2 separate regions of the Onychostoma macrolepis genome follow, and region 2 is linked to region 1. A link is a contact called in public Hi-C data. All regions are on one chromosome and are shown on one strand. The core of a region is the stretch at or near the end of the contact, and the rest is flanking DNA. Distances in the headings are between cores, read along the strand shown.

Evidence for each region. A called contact is a pair of places that touch in the nucleus more often than the background predicts.
Region 2: a Hi-C map of muscle shows a contact between it and region 1, with 17 times the contacts expected there. The contact joins the promoter of sema4ba here to the promoter of zgc:162879 in region 1. A contact is called at or near these places in 2 of 2 Hi-C or Micro-C datasets (both in muscle).

Annotation. Positions count from the first base shown.
Region 1 is chr18:14,996,872-15,000,651 of ASM1243209v1, forward strand. zgc:162879 (ras and EF-hand domain-containing protein) reads right to left here and starts at 2,355. Exons shown (of 17, transcript XM_058752352.1): 1 at 1,832-2,355; 2 at 1,153-1,305; 3 at 60-150. The coding sequence starts at 2,142.
Region 2 is chr18:15,139,746-15,143,492 of ASM1243209v1, forward strand. sema4ba (sema domain, immunoglobulin domain (Ig), transmembrane domain (TM) and short cytoplasmic domain, (semaphorin) 4Ba) reads right to left here and starts at 1,890. Exons shown (of 19, transcript XM_058751467.1): 1 at 1,748-1,890. znf710a (zinc finger protein 710a) reads left to right here and starts at 1,826. Exons shown (of 5, transcript XM_058751475.1): 1 at 1,826-1,954. The coding sequence starts at 1,928.

The DNA.
Region 1 (3,780 bases), core at 1,105-3,604:
CACAAATGTGCCAATTCATATTCATAATCACTGAACATTCAACTTGTCTGACTTCTCACCTCTTCCCTGACCCTTTCTTCAGTGCGGGCCAGTTGCTGCTGCAAGTCCTCCTCCATCTCTGCTAACTGACTGCTGGTCAGTTCCTCTGTCCTGTTCACATCAAAAAGCATAGCTTTTCAGAACCAAACGGCAACTTTAAAGTCTTTTTTATCCAGAAAGCAGTTTGAAACAACCGGCCTTGGTCTTAGGATACCCTTTAATGCATCCAGGTGCACCTACATCCAGATCTCAAAAGAAATGTTCCCTGAGGAGCTACTACCGGAGAGATGAAATGCTCCTTTAAGCTACACAGTCTTATCGTAATCATCAAGCGGGTGCAGTTGAGCAAACCTCTGACGAAAGGGAAGGGAGGGAGGAACGAACGAACGAAGGTAGGGCTCTTGAGAAGCCGCAACTGTGTAATGTGGACCTGAGGTGAAACAAACAGTGCCAAACACACGGTAAAAGGCCTAGACTATGTCTCGCTGTGAAAGCAGAGCACTCAAAACTACATCCAACCTACAGAACCACATAAATAAGTTTTGAGAAATGAAAGGAGAATGATGAGCTTAGTAACTCAAGCCTAATTTTCCTCCTTCTAAGCTTCCTCCTTCCTTAGAAATGGTAGAAGTTTTCTTCGTTTTAACAATGAAAGCTTTGTAACTGGAATTCATTAAACACTTAAAACAGAAGAAATACTTCCTGGACAGAAAAAAAAAAAAAAAAAAAAGGCCAGTGCTTCTGTTCACCATAAAGTGCAATACATGCCAAGTTCACAATTGTTGATTCATTATTCTGATATTGAACATTACGGTCTTATTTCACATACTGCTGTATTATATTACATTCAATAATGGTTTCATTATATCCTGAAAATATTCAAGGGGGCAGCAAAGAGACAAATTTAAAATAATTATTAATTAAAATACTTAAAAGCCTTTGTAATTAAAATAGCCTTAAAATGCTTACAAAGATGTAAAAATGTATGACTTTAAATCAATGTGCAATTATCACATATCAGCTGGTCATGACAATCTGAAAGAGCCAAACCAGCTGTTGTAAATAGTGAATCACCACAGCATCCCAGCTGAATACTGGAAATGATCCGCTCACCTTCGTAGACTGGTCTCGAGTTGTTCACTCTCCATCCTGTGCTCTTTGCTCTCAGCTACAAGAGCCTTGATGAGATCCTCATATTGCTGCAGTAACAGCTCATCTGATGTGGAGTGGATCTGTTCATACAACTCCCTCAATTCATCCCACTGTCTGCAGACAAGAAAAAGAAAGCAGCAAAATAAGACATATACTGTATGTGACTGGATGAAAAAGTGAATCCAGTTGTAAAGGCAGATACTGGCATGAATTTTACATACATACACATATATTTTAAAGTCAAAGTGTTCTAGTGCAGTCCAAAGATTATAAACAGGAGGGAAAAAAAGCTTGTGTAAACTATATAGACAGACAAATATGGACACCGCACAGACTACCGTTTTTTATATAGCCTACAACTAGTTATAAATACAGTAAGCTAAACCTAACAGATTTCTGCATTTTTCGCTTTAAAAATAAAATTATACTTCAATAAGAGCAGGTTGTGTCAGATTTAGCTCACTTCTGTGTACAGATTTGTCCCAAAAGTCCCACAAGTAGGCTAGGCTACACACAAACATGCAATTTATTTTAAGACTTCTTTTTTAAAAAAGAAAAAATCTTCTTTTGGCTTCTCCCTTGTCAGTAAATGCTTATCAAAATAAGTGAAGCTGAACTTTACAAGTAAAAATGTAGTTACCTTCCCAAATAAAAGGCCACATCTCCGTCTAATGTGTTTTCAAACTCATCCCAAGCGCTTCTCTGACTTTGCAAACTGTTTCCCAACAAAGCCAAATTGAGGGCTTCGGAAACTTCATGAAAGCTTGACGAAAAATCGTTAAAGTTAATGTATCCGTCTCCGTCCAGATCAAACTTGTTGAATAAAGTCCTGATCTCTTCAGCAGGCACATTTAACTCGCGACAAACATTGGTAAAGTCCTCGTATTCCACTCTTCCTGACTTATTCCCATCACATGCTGCAAAAAGTCTCCGAAGGTCAGTTTGGTTCATATTTTCACTAGACGAGGACAAACAAACTGTGATACAAAATACACCTGTGCACAAAGATAATGTTTCGAAAACGTGGAAGTGATAAAAAGAGGAAAGTGTGAAAAGAAATGAACGCCAAAGGTTCGTGATCTAACGTAGCCTACATCACCAACAGGTGCGCAGAAACCTCGCGCTGAAACTACAGCTTAGATGAAGGCATGAGTGATTGCTCATTATCTCGCATTGTAACAAGTTGAACTCAAGTTAGTGTGTCATTGGTTAGTCATGAAGGTAGGCGTGCTGTAGAAGTGTACAACAATCTGAGAACCAGCCCACATTTTGGTCTAGTCAGTTAAAACTAGAGCTGGGAATCGATTCCAAAAAGAATCGATTCCTCGATTCCGAGGCGTTGGGAATCGAGAGTCGATTCCGATTCCATCAAGAGGAATCGACTCCTCATTCAGAGCTCTTTTCAGTTCAACAAAGCTAATCTATGGGTGCCTCTCAAACGGAAGGCTGCATCCTACGAAGGCTGCACACATTTAAATTCACGAAAATAAACTGAAAGAAAACGAGTCGGTACTGAGATCATCAGAATTTGAGGATGCAGCCTTCCGTTTGAGAAGCACCATTCGCCTCCCTCATGCTCGATAAAAGCCGTAATTACGAGAGTTGTGAGATAAAAGATTATTTTTTATATATGAAAGATCTATTTCATTTTTATATTTACCCTTCGCCTCATGCTCGCAAAAAGTGATTAGAAGTCTGATTCGTTTCCACGAAAAGTTTCTTTCGGATAGTTTTAATGAACCAGTTAAAAAAAAAAAAAAATTATTCAGGGGTTATTTTATGCTTATGTTGTCCACAATTTTGAGCGCTGCACGACAGAATAGATCATGACGTGATTGAGGATCTTATTTCCATCTAAAATACTATTTTTTATTTCTATCAGCCAATGATAATTCTAAAAGAAAACGTCTCGAGCAGATCAGTGGCCGAGCATCTGATTGACAGATAAACCACGAGCTCTATCAGTGTTATTGTTAATGTTCTGGTTATTATGTTTCAATGTACAGTTTGTTAATTTTATCCAAAGCATACAGTCAAAGTAAACTTCATCATTCAGCTGAACTGTGCACATTTATTTTAGACACTTCATGTCTTGTTCAATTCATGCGATAAATGCTATGACTAATTTCACGGGCAAAGCAGACAAAATTACAATTTAAAAATCAATCATATAGCTATAGAAATTTATTGTCATTTTTTACAAATAAAGCTTCATATTATGAGAAGGACACTTTTTACGACCTTTATATCCTGCAGTCATGGCGAGATTAGGTTCCTTCGATCTAAAAAAACAAAAACAAAACAAGAATCGAAAACAACAAGAGGAATCGATTCTCGGAATCGATTCCCATCGATTCCAGAACCAGGAATCGGAATCGGACTCGATTCCAAAAATTTCTGAATTTTACAGCCCTAGTTAAAACTAGCAACAACAACAAAACAAAAACCGCCAAAAGACCAGCCTGACCAGGGGTGCACATATTTTATGTGCTTTCTAATTACAAAAGAATAAAATTATACAGTATAGTGAATAAGGGAAAGAATAAAAATAGTAAGGAATAAAAAAACAAGGGAATGATACATGATAAT
Region 2 (3,747 bases), core at 640-3,139, 140 kb after region 1:
TTTATATCTCGGATGGCTTTTTTGTTGAACTTTTCTTTTCATATGTGAAAATATTTGACAAACTAATTAAATCATTAAAATTGTGAGTTTTAATAATGCAACTGTGGAAAATTTGATCAAAACCACTGGATTGCAACACACATTTGGACAGCCGATGACGTTGGGCTCCATCTGGAAGTTCTTTTATTTCCTATTCCACACATGTAAGACATCAGTTCAACTTTATTACTCACCCTCAGATCCTCCGCTAGCACCCTATTTGTATGTTTGGTGGGGAGCGGCTCTGTTACATAAGCAGCATGAGTACAGAATTTCTGAAATTCCTGCTGGAGTAACAACTATATGATCCCTAAAGAGGTACAGAGGAGGGAGTTGCAGCAAATGACGACAGAACTGACTCAATGCACGCAAACAGCTGATCCATCTGCAGTGCTGGACGCATAGATTACCCATTACTGAACCTTCAGGCTGTCATTTCCTTTAAACAGAGGAGTATCAGAGGCCTGGACTGTCTCACTGCGCTCATGGGAAACTCGGGATAGGAAATGATCTAAACCGCCATCAGCAAGACAAAAAGCATCAGGCCAATACTAGTCTGATCATCTCAGAGCGTCTCTCAGGACATTATCTCATCGGCTCTCTGAAAGTGAGAAACTGTGAAGAGACTGACAATACATTTGATCTGGAACTGCCTGATTAATGGTTATAATTAACAGCATGTTTCTTTTCATCAAGAAAGAAAGAAAGAAAGAACTTTAAGCAACTTTTTGATGCAGAAGCCAAATGAAAGTACTGCCATCTAGTGGTAAAAGAAGTCCATAAATAGCCTTGCTATGAGACAAATTGATAACCAATGAAAGTGATCTATCTACTTTGCAAACAGCCTATATGAATTACAAACATTTATAAAATATAAACATTTTATACACATTATTAGTTATTAAACTCAAAATAACTTCAATAACTGTCCATATTCGGTGCTAAATGCTGAATATGAGCACATGATTTAGCTCAGTTTTTTTTCTGTGTTTGTTTGTTTGTTTGTGGTGGAAATGATGCCATTGTGGGACAGTAATATTTTTTTTTCAAAACATAATTTTACTCAAATACTGAAGTTGTTGATGCACATATTTTAAAAATAATAATGATAACAATAATAATAGTTTATGATGGATTGTGTTGTTTTAAAATTTAAAGGGTAAAACAACAAAAAATATATACTTTGCCATTTTTTTTAATGAGGTTTTGCAAATTTATAAGAATGTGAAGCTTCTTTGAACTCTGAAGAAGAGCAAGACACCATCTTGTGGATACAAGTGTCATTGCAGCACAAAAAAATTAGCACTTATTGCCTGGCATGCTAATCTTTAAAGTTTGTCAGTTGTTAAAAATGCCACGATGTCAGATCTGCGTAATGTATTTAGTACGACTTGTAAGCACGTAGCCTAACTGTTGTAGTTATTTAACCTACTAACCGAACAAGTCCTCTTCAAACACATCTATAGTCACTTTATCACAAAATAACTTTAAGACCAAATTAAGCGTCTTTTCAGGAAGTGTCTCTTTTAAAATAATAAATTAGTGTAAAACTCATTTATCCTGCGGTACCTAGTCTGCCCTATAGAGGGCAATGGATCATAAATAAAAGTGCCAATTACCAATCGTTTGTTTCCACTCATTCGACTGGAGTTAAACTCATTCGAGCATATCACAAATCAGCGGTGAACTGGCATCTGAACATTCTTACATGCATGTTCTTTTCCCTCAGTTGGGTGACGTTAATTAATTGACAGCCGCAGTAAAGTGCCTCTGGTCCGTGCTCGCTAATGGCTCGCCTTTACGTTCCTTCAAGTCGATTAGGGGCCAAACGAATGGAGACCCGTGATACCTGAGTCGTGAAGTTGGAAGGGGCGTGTCTATACCTAAGATGGCGGAAAGCTACCTGCAGTCGATGGTAATAAATAGTTTCTCAGAGTTATTTAATTTAATTGTTATATTTAATAAATAATCATAGTCTACCCATGTAAAGCTAATTCTTTGCTATTTTATTTTAATTTTTTTGAAAAAAAAAAAAAAAATGACATGCCTTTAATGTTGTGAGTAGTATAGGTGTAGGCCTATTTAGCCTATTTATGCCTACTTAACAGCAAAAAAGTGCCTATTTTGCTTCAGAGTTTAATTAAATTGCTTGAGGTCAATGAATCTCTAGCAGTGTTAGACGTGCTTTTTTGAATAAGAACTTCCTTCACAACTGTTAAAAAAAGTAAGTTACTCTATGAATGTGTGTAATATGAATGTTGGCATTGTTATAAGGCCTACCAGCATGAGTAAAGCCTATTATCTTCCATTCAGTTATAGGATAGCATCCATCGAATGCACACTTAAGAATCTCCGCGAAAGTAGTAGGTTATCCGGGAACTTTTTGCCTACAGTTTTAAGAATTCTGTGAATTTGGACATACTACTCTGTTGTTGTTGTTTTTTTCTAGTACATATATGGAAGTATGCATATTCAGTTGCAGCCTCTTAGTTGTTTGTTACTAGCGAGTGTCTAATTTTACAATGGTATCAAGTTGCAGATCATTTTCTGCACACCCGTTGGTAGCCTTCACATCATGTTGGTTCCGAGCACATGAATCAAATTTGTATTTACAAGTGGGAAACTCTGCATTCTAGATGATAGGCTACACAAATTGCCGAGTTGTGACATTGTAAGGGCTTGTTCATTTGAAACATGCATGGCAGAAACACTCTCAGAGATCAGGAAGTCTGTAGTGAAGTTAATCACTCAACTTCACGGTTCGTTTTATGTAACGAAAACACATTTAGTTGTGTTGCTATAAGGTATGGATATGAATAATTTTAATCATTTTGAATTCAGATGTAGTTATTTTGGATTATTGTTTTATTTTAAGGCTACTTCCTTGTTATGTTTTCAACTTAAATGTGTGATGTCCTAAAAATGAACGCCCAACTAGGAGGCAAAAGCTTTCGAAATTCACTTGAAGGCAGCAATAAAACCTGAGAGAGACTCAAGTTACCATGTTCGTTTAACCAATAACCTTTCAATGTGGTGGAGAAGAGAACCATTTCAGTTGTGAATTTTTCTTTTCTTTTTTTTTGAAGCAAAGCATCCCTGTTAGCTGAAGCTGTTTCTGTCAGATACATACGTCTGTCTCCATTTAACCATAATGTACATTTGTACACAGAGAAAGGAGCATGTGGGTCAAAGACAAGATGTCCTATTTTGGTGTCCACATCAAATTAATTTACAAAATTATTTTATACAGAAGTAAAACGTCAAAATATGGGTGAATTAATATTTCATCACCATTCAGCTTAACGGATCTAATCTAAGAATCTAATTATTCTTGTTGCGATTCTGAATATACCTGACAATTTTTTTTTTTTGGTAGAAGAACTATTGGTAAATGGAACACATTATGGGGACACGTTTTTTATTGTTTGTTTGTCTTTGACCCATGAGTTGGAGATAAAAATCCATTGTTATTCTCCATGTTTTGTTCTCTCCAATAACGACAAAGCATTCAAACGTAGCGTACACATAATTATAACTTGAGAAGGGACAAATACGATCTTTTGACAAGCATGACTGGCATGTCCAACATTCCCAATCATAATTATAATATTAGTGAGCATGAATGTGTAGTTTCCAAATTGTCAATTCATATTTACGATAACTAATGTGCATAAAGGCAGCATTTGGAAAAAGTAACATAATGGTAAG